Linked DNA regions of Danio rerio: region 1 is linked to region 2. Evidence: chromatin contacts called from public Micro-C data. All regions are on one chromosome and are shown on one strand. Each heading gives the region's core, a stretch centred on a gene start, on an enhancer-like site or on the middle of the called end of the contact. The rest is flanking DNA. Distances are from core to core; before and after follow the strand shown.

Region 1 (6,494 bases), core at 2,459-4,958, 270 kb after region 2:
CCTTCCAGCTGCAACCCAACACTGGGAACACTCATTTACACACAAACACTAGGGAAAAATTGGTTCATCCAATTCACCTGTAAAGCATGTGTTTGGACTGTTGGGGAAACCAAAGCACCGGGAGGAAACCCACGCTAACACAGGGAGAACATGCACACAGAAATGCCAACTGACCCAACCAGGACTCAAATAGTCAACTTTGCTGTAAGGCAACAGTGCTAACCACTGAGCCACCATAATGTCCGTATCCTACATCATAGATATTTAAAGTTATGTGCGTAGAAAGCATATTGAGGTACATTACAGTTAAATAGTATTTTGGGATTTCACTGTGATCTTTAATATGCCATTAAATGATTCTTGTGTACATATATGACAATTTTTGTGGGTGTTTTATCTAGACCAGTGGTTCTCAAAGTGGGGGTCGCCTGGTGGTTTCCAAAAATCATTTTATTTTTATTAAACCATAAGAATTACCATGTTTTATCTGTAACCTACTGAAAAGAAAAGAAAATAGTCGTTTATAGTTACTAAATACTATATAGTTACTATAGTAGCTTATACAACAGTTCTGTCTGGTTCTCAAATCTGATTGGCTGATAGCTGTGATGTAAGTAATATCAGCACCCGCACAGTCTCTTTACCGTTTTTGTACTACGCCCACATACAGCCAGCAAAAAGCAGACACTACAGATCTAAAGTTTAAAAGATGCTTGCTTAACTGTTTAACTTGCAGCTTGTGATTTGAATCCAACGCGAAAGAAAGTAGTTCCTCATACAAAAGGGTTTTTCAGATTCTCTATGTTTGATTTTGTTTTTATATACACAGTTATGCCGTCAAATTGTTACATAAACGCAATATCACACGAGTAGCAGTGCGATATGGCTGTATATTGACACTGGTGGGGGCACACCTCCCACCAGTGCCGATATACAGCCATATCGCACTGCTACTCGTGTGATATTGCTTATTTATAGTCAATAGTTCTATTGGATTGTGACCCCTGGGGGTATTACATATATTAAAGACACAGCAATAACGTCAAATGCAGGAGCTTGATTTTATAACACCAGGTTAAACTTTCTGGCACATTTACAGCACTGACATACATTTAAAAAAATTAAGTGAAGAATAGACTTGGGTGTATTGGTGTGTGTTCGCCATTGCATGCAAGTCTTTTGCAAACTCAGAGGATATTGGGGGTCGCAAGTCACTGGCATTGTTATTTTGGGGGTCGCGGACTGAAAAGTTTGGAAACCCCTAATCTTGACCAGGGGTGTCCAAACTCAGTCCTGAAAGGCCGGTGTCCAGGGCCTGGTTTTTTAAAAGTAATCCACTAGGGTTTTAGATAACGGATTGGATCAAATCTTGAAAATGTTTTTTTTTTTTTCAAAAAACGATAACATAATTGGATTAGATCACGTAATTCAATCTTCGTTTTGATCCAGATAAACCTTTAGATTGGGTTTTTCTGACCTTTTTTGTAGGATTTGGATCACTTAGAAGGGTGGACTTGATGGCTAAAATGTAATGAAAACTTTAGAAATGTATCAAATAATACTATATATGGATCATGCAGTATCTTAGATCTCCAATGAATTCATAAGGTTTTAATTGTATTTGTTCATCTGTCAGGCTACGAACAAGGCAAAGAATGGCAATCGCTGATTTTTTAAATTACTTTCAACAAGACTGAAAGGCAGAAGCACAGCTTCGTCTGGATGAGGAACAACTGACTCTGAAAACTGCAGCAAACCAAGGCCAGACTTGAGATTCGCCTCCTAAAGGCTACGCTCAGTCAAGCTGGTCTCCACATTAGTTGAGAAAGTCTGAAATTATTGTGGAGTTTTTGAAATTAACCAAGTCTTTTTTTAAATTCAATACATCTATATTTGAAATTTGTTATAAATATCTTCAATGTACAGTGTTTGTGTTGTAGATCTCAGATTAGCGACTGTTAGAAGAGGTTGGGGTGGGATTTTTCTTGTTATTTATTTATTTTTTAATGTGTATTTTATTTCAAATAAAGATAAAGTTATATTGAGCCCACACTTTCTATTCTACATGTTGCTCTTTACATATCTAAAGTTCTACATTCTGATTTCCTATCCTGTTTGAGCACTGGTTATCCAGATTTAGTGATCCTGAAAAGTTCCTGTCTGGATCAGATTGGTCCAATTCAATGTTGCTTTGAAAAACTGTCTAGAAGGGAAATGGATTACATGATCACAGACTGCAATAAAAGGTTTACTAAATCTGGATCAATATTATCCAGGTTAAACCTTTTGAAAAACAGGGCCCTGCAGATTTTTGCTCCAACTAGCCTCTACACACCTGCAAGGATGTTTCCAGAAAGCCTAGTGAGAGTTTGATTAGCTAGTGCTAGTGTGTCTGATTGGGTTGGATCTAAACTTCGCAGGACACCGGCCCTTCAGGACCGAGTTTGGGCACCCCTGATCTAGACCATCATGGTTTGTTTTGTTTTTTAAAGCCAAATGTTGTCAGGTAAAATGCTGCTAAATTGTATAACATACTCTATACTGCTCAGTGAGCGCCATCTTTCGAATGAGACGTTAAACCAAGGTCCTGACTCTCTGTGGTCATTAAAAATCCAAGGATGTCCTTCAAAAAAAGAGTAGGGGTTTAACACCGGCATCCTGGCCAAATCTGCCCACTGGCCTCTGTCCTGTCTCTTATGGCCTCTTAACCTTCCCATACCATAATTGGCTGTATCACTCTATCTCCTCTCCACCAATCAGTTGATGGGCGATCTGGTGCAATATGGCTGCCGTTGCATCATCCAGGTGGATGCTGCACACTGGTAGTGGATGAGGAGATTCCAAATTGTGTGAAGCATTTTGAGTGTCAAGAAAAGTGCTATTTAAATATAAGGAATTGTTATTATTATATTGTGTGTCAAACATTTAGAACAAAAACAATGTAAAAAGTCATGTTTCCCAGGCTCCAGGTGCTAAGATTAACTCTCAATCACTGCAACAGAGAACTATAGAGAATTGATGGAAAGATATGGCGAGGCCTCTGAAAACATTTTATATAAATAGAATGACTCTCATAACCACTTTAAATGTCTTTAAATTGTGGTGTAATTCATTATTTCTGGCATTAATACTTCATAGTGTTTTTTTATTACTTTGGTGTGTGTGGTTATCTTGAAACAGCAGTGTGTATTATGGGTTTATGCGCTCTAGCGGTTAATACATAAAATTGCATCTGCATGCTTCTTGCGGAGGAACATTGTTGCCGGAGCTACTTCTTCTCTGTTTATGGATATATAACGACTCACGCAGGTACTGTGCTACTCCACAGCATGGCTCAATAAAATAGTCTCGATACAAACAATCATGATGACGTGCTCGATATAAAACAAGACCTGAAGTAAAATCATGACAATTTATGTCTACAGAAATATACATATAAGCTATTTTTTATCTATTAAGTTTACGTTACGTCACTAACTTATTTTTTATAATGTAAAGTGTTCTGTTTTAGTACAACAGTCTTAGCCTTTATTCTGACGAAAGAAAAACTTGCTTATTTTTGGAGTAGTGACTGGTGGAGGTGTTTTTCGTTCACCTGATCGTCTACCTAAATATCATAAACATCACGTCACCGAAGACATGTGATTTGCCCACCCGAGTGACGGGGGTTTCCCTTCATTCACCGGCAATCATGTGACGTGGAGCGTCATGAATGAAGTCACATCCAACACGGAAGTGAATGCTAAGTGAGAAGTCGCCCAACCAACCTGATCGAAACCGACCGTTCGCCAACGTCTGAGGAGGAATTCACATGTAAATATCACGTTTCTTGTGCGTTTTGTACAGCTAGGCATTCACGAACTTTTTATGAATGCTTGTTGTTTGTGGTTTTTGTTTACTTCCGAGAATTAGCTCCTCTAAGTTAGCCGCTAGTCCAAGTCTCTTCCTGGTTTGAACAATCAGAAAACTCCAAAACGGGTTTTATTATTATAAAATTAAGAGTCCAGTATAGATTATTCAATTTAAAAACATCTAAACAATATTTTAATTGGTGTTTGTCAGCTACTGTAACGTTAGCTCTCGGTTGTGTTTTGTTTTGTCAAACAGTCAGCATCAGTCAACAAGATGATCGAATGTACAAATATTTCTGAAGAAATACTAGTGAAACCGATGAAAAAGTATATCCATATATATTTTTGTAGTATCCATATATCCATATATATCCATATATTTTGTGTAGTAATCTTAGATGGTAGAATTTAGTAGTACTGTATGTAAATATCGTGGAATATGAGTCATTCAGTACAGAACCAGTGTATTTGGATCAGATATTATTGTACTGCTACTGCTTTTTGCTGTTGGCGACATTATAGACTACTTTTATAATTCATACCGTTTTTATATTACCCTCTTCGTTGGGTGTAGCTATAATGAATCAGGTGTCTCATAATAGTGTTCTATTGATGTAGCAGTGACGTCACTCACCAAGCAGGTGGCGTATCTCCAACACAAATCTCCAACATCAATAAATATCCAGTGTTATTAATAAATATACCTATATGACCTATATTCAGTTGGATGTTTTTGTTTTATCTGATAAAGATATCAGGCTTTTGTTATTCATAAACAGAGCTCCATCATGCTCGGTGGAGGGTTCAAATCCGAGAGACTTCGTGTCAATCTCAGGCTGGTCATAAACCGCCTTAAACTTCTGGAGAAGAAGAAAAGTAAGTTTGGGTTGTCCACCACATAGTTAAAAACGTAAAAGCTTTCAAAAGTGAGCTAATTGAAGGAATTTGATCTGATTTTAGCCGAGTTGGCCCAGAAGGCTCGCAAGGAAATTGCAGACTACTTGTCAGCAGGCAAAGATGAGCGTGCGAGGATCCGAGTCGAGCACATCATCAGAGAGGATTATTTGGTCGAGGCCATGGAAATCCTTGAGTTATACTGTGATCTGCTGCTCACCCGCTTTGGCCTAATTCAGTCAATGAAGTGAGTAACACTATTAATTTTATTCATTTTGGTGATGCACAATAGTTTGGTTACTATATTGGTATTAGCTAATCAATTCTTTATTTTAAAGTTGTCGCTACTCACCCAAAAATATATAATCAGCAGATATATTATTGATTATTTATAGAATTTAGATGGATTTTGCTGGCATTGAGAGTTTTAATTGTTGCCTTCGACATGATGCTGCACAGCAGACATGCACCTTAAAGTAGATGAATTTATAATGCAAGAAACGTGGGATTTATTTTTTCACCTTGGAGAAAGAGGATTTCAGAATTGTCATTTCTGAATGATTTTGGATAAAAAAAAGTTTTTAATGTTTGTTGGCAGTTGATTTGTTATAGGAACACTCCACTTTTACAAGTCTAGAGTTTCTGAATCTATTCAGCCTATCACCAGGTCACCAGATAAGACCATTAGCAGCTTGAATATTCCAAGTGTATCTGTCTGTGGACTGCAAGACAGGGGCATAAGTTTAGGGTACGTTAGACCGTATGTTAGGCGCAACTATCAAGATCCTATTGAACCATGCGAGATGTCACAATGGGATCTTGCTGGTGGAAAGATGGCAAGATTTTCATCAAATGTTTTCATGAGTTTTTTTTTCCCTTATTTATCCACAACCTGTTAAATTGATATATTATTATTATATACATTCATTTAGCAACTCCACCATGCAACTCCACTCGTTGCCTTGTTCATCCATTTTGTCATGACAGTTATCCTACTCTGCGTCGTACAATGATGTACAATGGTGAATGCACCAAGGCTTACAGCTCACATCTGTACGTTTAAAATTATGATGGTTGGGTTTAGGATTACAGTAGGTGTAGACGTTAATAACTGTGATGGTTGGGTTAAGGGATGGAGTAGGTGTAGACGTTAATAACTGTGTTGGTTGGGTTTAGGTTTGGAGTAGGTGTAGACGTTAATAACTGTGATGGTTGGGTTAAGGGATGGAGTAGGTGTAGATGTTAATAACTGTGATGGTTGGGTTTAGGTTTGGAGTAGGTGTAGATGTTAATAACTGTGATGGTTGGGTTTAGGTTTGGAGTAGGTGTAGATGTTAATAACTGTGATGGTTGGGTTTAGGTTTGGAGTAGGTGTAGATGTTAATAACTGTGATGGTTGGGTTTAGGTTTGGAGTAGGTGTAGACGTTAATAACTGTGTTGGTTGGGTTTAGGTTTGGAGTAGGTGTAGATGTTACTAACTGTGATGGTTGGGTTTAGGTTTGGAGTAGGTGTAGATGTTAATAACTGTGATGGTTGGGTTTAGGTTTGGAGTAGGTATAGATGTTAATAACTGTGATGGTTGGGTTTAGGTGTGGAGTAGGTGTAGATGTTAATAACTGTGATGGTTGGGTTAAGGGTTAGAGTAGGTGTAGATGTTAATAACTGTGATGGTTGGGTTTAGGTGTGGAGTAGGTGTAGATGTTAATAACTGTGATGGTTGGGTTAAGGGTTAGAGTAGGTGTAGACGT
Region 2 (6,142 bases), core at 2,605-5,104:
GGTAAGGTTGGTTTTATATTTACACATTCATCCAGTGACAACTTTTGACATGCTTCCTAGAATTGTTTACCATGGTACTTTGAATATTCTACTTTAAAACAACATTAGCATCTATTTACTTTACTGTGAGCAATGATGTTCTTTAATAGTCATAGACTGCTATTATGATTTCACTATATAGAATCAGCACTTTTCAGAAAGTATACTATTAAGGAGAATTTGAATGTGTGAATATAAAACCAACTTTACCAAAATATGCACCAGGATGATTTATGAACTAAACATGGAACAAGTATTAAGCTGCATAAGCAGTCGGAAGCTGCAATACCACATAGCTCAGCCAAAATATTCAAATAAACCAAGTACTTACCTAAAAGTTTCCAAAGTTTCGCTTGAGTTGTGAGCAAGTTGTGGCGACAATGGAATTCAAGTCCAATAAGCCTTGGGATTAAAGGCTTTGTCAAAATGTCCTGTGAAATAATTACAGATAGGTTTATCTTTGAAGTACCACCAAGGTCATGCATATTCATATAATAATAAAAAAAAAACATGTGCTTTTAAGATTTCCTGTGATTATTATATAGAATATGTCATCAAAAACTACCAACAGACATGACTTGTCACATTTAATGCACTTAAAACTGGTCACACTATGACAAGCCAATTGAGGAAAAGTTGGTTTTATATTCACACATTTGGATGTGCTCCTTGATAATATAGCTTCAGAAAAGTATTCATTGCCAATTCTAAAGTGTTCTAAAGTATTCATTGCTAATTCTCTAGTGAAATCACATTAGCAGCCAATGGGCAGCCACATTCTAAAATGCTTAATGTAAAAAAAAAAGCCTAACGTGGCTTAATGCAGCTAAACATCAACCAGAGAACACCTAAATTTCTGTCAAACTTTACTTGTAATTAACCCTAACTATTGTAAAAAGAACAAGTCACAATTCCATAGATAAAGTCAAAAACATCACAATAATCATTTTCTCCCCCTTTAAAGTCTGTTATAAGAAAAAAAATGTGGCTTAATGAGGCTTAACAACAAGTGGAAAAATCAAATTTCTATCAAAATTTACTTTTGATTAATCCTAACCACTAGCAAAAGTATGAGCCCAATTTCCACAGCTAAAGTGAACAATATTGTGCCAAGTGTTTCCCCCTATGTTGTTGTGGGGATGTCAATGACATGCACACGCACATTCTTCTGACAGCTAGAGTTAATCAAGGCCTATCAGAAATAAAATTTGATTTTATAGACAGCCTTTTTAACATTTGGTTTCCCTCGGTTGTTGTTGACAGAAATTCAGGTTTCTCTGATTAGTGTTAAGGTACGTTAAGCCATGTTAAGACTTCTATATGGAGAATGCCTAAAGTGATATTGTTCACTTGATACACTAAAATAAGAGGCTTGTTCTTCTAACAGCAGAAAGTGTTTATGAGTATATTTTTATAGATATTTGATCATCTCCAGATGTTAAATTAAACAATATTAAGCTCTTATAAAGGACTTAAATGGGGACATTGTTCACTCTATCCACGGAATCAGGCCTTGATAGTAGTCAGCGTTAATCACAAGTAAAAATTTTATAGATTTTCGGTTTGCTTCACTTGTTGAGGTACATGTTAAGCTTTTTTTCATTTTAAAATAGACTTAAAATGCATAACGTGACATTTTCAGTCACTAAAATTAGACCTCATTCTTTTGACAACAGAAAGTGTTTGTCAAGAGTAAAATTTTTTAGAAATCTGGTTTTCTCAGCTTGTTGTTAACATACATTAAGCCATGTTAACCATATACTAAACTTCAATGGGGAGAAAATGTTTATTGTGATAAAGAATGAGACAATAACCATTTTTGAGATATATAGCGGTTTGTCAAGGTTTCAAAAAAGTCAAAATTTTCTGTTATACCCGTTCCTAAGGTATGAGTAAGATTTATTAACTTTTATTTAGTTTTTTAGGACAACAGTATTTCCAGCAGAAAAGATCTTCAGGTCTCTCAAGATCAAATAAACAATCATCTTTGCAATCTTATCTAAAAAGTAAAATTAATGTAAAGTTTGAACATTGCCAAATAACAGGACTGTCAAAATACAAAATAAAATTAGATAAAAATAAACAACAACAATATAATAATTTAACAATATAATAAGATGCAATGTTTAAACTCTACAGTGATTTTATTTTAGATAAGGTTGCAAAAATGTATTTTTTATTTGAAGTACAGTTTCATTTATGTATCTTTAAATAAATAGAAATTAATAATGTCGTTAATGTCATTTTTCCTGTTTAGAATTTAACTGAGCCTTGAATTGTTATTTATAAGGGATTTATAAACCATAAATAGTCCTCACTTTAGATTAGGTCACAATACTGCATGAAGTTGAGTTAATAAAGTATTTATTAACATACATAGTAACCATTAATACATGTCTGAATAATAAGAATTATAAATGTTAATTTGAATAGTTTATTAATCATTTAATAACTCATTCTGAATTATATTAAAAACCTCCAATTACTCTTAAACACAAATGGTTTGTAAATGATACAATACTTAATTTAGTAATGAAAAATAAATCATGTAAGCCAAGAATAGAGTATTTGTGGCTGCAGTTATAAATTGCTTACTAACGTTTATTAATGTAGAGTTGATGCTTAACAGATGATGCATTCACTAGATTCTAATGCTTAATAAATGATTTATAGTGTGTAGTAGTTTTTATAAAGTGTTACCAATATTTTATATGTTGATTTTAATGTTTCTTAAAATAAAATATATTGTGTTCAAAAAGGGGGAAAAGTTTTTGTTTTTACCTAGACATTTAAATAAATATATTTTTTAGAAAAGCAAACACAATAATGTGAAACTATGATATTTTTATCCAAGGTTATCATGTACCGTCAGAATCTTATACAGGCCCATGCCCAATTGTGATGTTTTTTACTTTATCTATGGATTTGGGACTTGTTGTTTTTACAGAAGCTAGGGTTAATTACAAGTAAAGTTTGACAGAAATTTGGGTTCTTTTAGTTGATGTTTAGGTACATTAAACCACATAAAGTTTTTTTTTTTTTCTCACTTTAAGCATTTTAGAACGTCCCCAGCCAATGACTATCAACGTAACCATTGTTTAGTCTAATAAATAGTAATAATAATGTTTTGAAATCTTATTTACGACTGATTTCATACCGAATATTGAAAGTAAGTTATCATAGTGAATTATCTAACCAACTTTACCTCAATGACAAGCCAGGCCTCTTTGCTGTAAATTAGTTAACAAAATATTTAAATGACCAACCTGAAAGTGTCCTGAGTTTAGCCCTCGTGTCTTTGGAATCACTAAAGGCGTCACATTGCTCTTTATTAGCTTTCTACTGTTCTGAAAACAGCTAAAACGAGACGACAGCGACCAAAACCGTTTGCTATAACATGTGTTTCCACGCTGCAGAAGTAGCGCTGCCATGTTAAAAACCGATGTATCGATTCGCTTGGGTCTAAGACATGCTATGCAAGAATAAAGACCACTCTTAAACCTGACCTCTTTCAGGCGCTGCTTTCACAGAGCTGTCATAGTGGTTATGTAGCAGGTCTTATCAAACGCAGACAAATTTAAGGTTAGCGATTAATAACATGCACGTCTTCTGTTTGGATATACCCGATTAAATCAAACGTTGAAATAAACCGAAACTTCCTTACATTATACAGTTAGAGGGACATTACACGTCTATAGTGACTACTAAAACCGTGAACTCTTATGTTGTTTACCGCATAGGCTTGAGAAACATGTCTGCTGAACTTTCACCTTTAGAATCAGCCAATCGCGGATGAAAACAGCTCTTGCGCTGGCTAATGGGAAATGCAGTTCTGCTTGAAATTTTATAACCAAAAAACTACAAATAATTCAAACTGGGCATGCGCAAAGATTTTATTTTATTTTTTTTATTAGTTTCAAAAACAGTTAACAATAGATTGCAGAAACTTTGAACATGAGAAAAAAATACGGAGATGGTGTTACAATCTGCATAATACATTTTAAAGAAGAGAGAAAGAAAAACAATAAACATAAATGAAAGAAAGAAAGAAAGAAAGAAAGAAAGAAAGAAAGAAAGAAAGAAAGAAAGAAAGAAAGAAAGAAAGAAAGAAAGAAAGAAAACTATATAAGGTTATACACTAAAAGCGATTTTTGAATTTTAAAATATTTTATAGCATTTTATGCCCATTAAAGACAAAATATATGACTTATAGTCAATTAAAAATAGCCAGAATTGGAGTATTTTCCAAAAATACTTTTAAATAAAAAAATTACTCATTTTAATAAAAAGATTAACAACGTACTAAATGTAAGATTTAGAGTTGTAATAAAAAAAAATATGTCAAAAGTATTTAAACAAATTTCTAAATTTGTCCTTTCTGAGAGATAGATATATCCTAGTTTAGGTATCTTTGCTCTAGATTATGGAAAGTGATTCATGCTGATTTCAATTAAATGTTGAGCATCTGTATTTATTTATGATTTTAAGAAGTCTAAAGCAAATTTTAAAAGTGGGGTATTTGTTGAATTTTATTTTTCGTTTAGACAAAGATGTTTATTTACTTACGCAGAAGATTTATTTCTGTAAACTGCAACACCCAAAACATTAAGGTAACACAACCCATTTAGGAAACAAATTGCAACAAACCATTTACGTTCAAAAACTAATAATAATAATTACTGTGAACTTAATCCATTTGTGTAAATAGATCAATTTGAGCACAGTAAAATCTGATAAAGGGAACTCAAACCAACTGAGTGCTGTAAAACATAAGTTTAGAGAACTCAAACCGTTTAAAAAATAATATGCGAGTACTGTGAACTTACTCCATTTAAATTGAAGTAATGAGGTATTTAATTAACTTATAACATTTAACACAAATTCAAAACTCTTTTCAAGTGAGTAGAATTAACTTTCAGTCAATTTTGAATTAACTACACTCATTTCATTTGATAAAGTTGACTGTTGAGTTTTACAGTATGTGTGTAACATTGTGGCTGTCTTTTAACAAGAATTATATGTGATTTTTCTTTTTCTATGAAAAATGCATTAGAGTTTGAAATTATTTGTTTTTCAGTAGAACACTGTAAAGTAAAATAAACAAACAAATAATTATAATATTTACCAAATCACCTAACAAAAAATAATTACAATACTTTTAATGTACAACAATCTGCATTAAAGTTCTCAAAAAAAAAACAATCTTATTATCTTATTATGAAAAATGTTTCATGCTTTTAAAACTTTTTTTGTGTTGTTAAATGAACTTGATGGGCTACTTCTACAAATCAAATCAAATCACTTTTATAGTCACATCAGCAGCAGCACATGTGCTATGATGAGTGGAAAGCTTAGGTGCTGGCTCCAGACAGTGCAAAATACAGACAGTGCAAATACAACGACAGTGCAAAATACAGACAGTGCAAATACAACGACAGTGCAAATACAACGACAGTGCAAAATACAGACAGTGCAAATACAACGACAGTGCAAAATACAGACAGTGCAAATACAACGACAGTGCAAAATACAGACAGTGCAAATACAACGACAGTGCAAAATACAGACAGTGCAAATACAACAACAGTACAAATACAACGACAGTGCAAAATACACAGTGCAAAAAAAATGACAGTGCAAAATACAGACAGTGCAAATAAAATGGCAGTGCAAAATACAGACAGTGCAACATACAGACAGTGCAACATACAGACAGTACAAATACAACGATTATGCAAAATACAACAGCATACTCCCAAAAAAAAACAGGACAATGTAAAATTGTCAGCGATATGTACAATGAATAGTTGTCCACATAGTGGTAGGCAGTATTGTTTCTAGTATGGATTGGTTAAAGTGCAGTGCATGCTGCACTTTGACCAATCCAAGAGATATTAATTTTGTGTTCTAAATGTAGGCATGACACAAGGTTTATTTCTCATTTACTGAATGCTGGATGAAGCTGTGTTATTTAAATCAGCAGGAAAGACAGAAGAAGAAAAAAACACTTGTTAAATTGCTGTTTTTTATATTTATTAATAAAACTGAGAGTGAGTTTATAAAACCATGAATGATTTCTAAGTGATTTGTTGCAGTTGAAAAG

Evidence for each region. Hi-C and Micro-C count contacts between places; a contact is called where the count stands out from the background.
Region 1: a contact with region 2 is called in a Micro-C map of caudal fin, with 5 times the contacts expected there. The contact joins the promoter of ist1 here to the promoter of spg7 in region 2. A contact is called at or near these places in 5 of 18 Hi-C or Micro-C datasets (caudal fin, embryo and an unstated tissue) and 1 of 4 datasets of contacts at active chromatin or transcription factors (caudal fin).

What each region holds. Positions count from the first base shown.
Region 1 is chr7:57,451,205-57,457,698 of GRCz12tu, forward strand. It overlaps ist1 (IST1 factor associated with ESCRT-III), which reads left to right and starts at 3,709. Exons shown (of 10, transcript NM_212585.2): 1 at 3,709-3,813; 2 at 4,631-4,727; 3 at 4,812-4,992. The coding sequence starts at 4,640.
Region 2 is chr7:57,176,288-57,182,429 of GRCz12tu, forward strand. spg7 (SPG7 matrix AAA peptidase subunit, paraplegin) reads right to left here and starts at 3,855. Exons shown (of 17, transcript XM_001923083.8): 1 at 3,306-3,855; 2 at 371-470. The coding sequence starts at 3,470.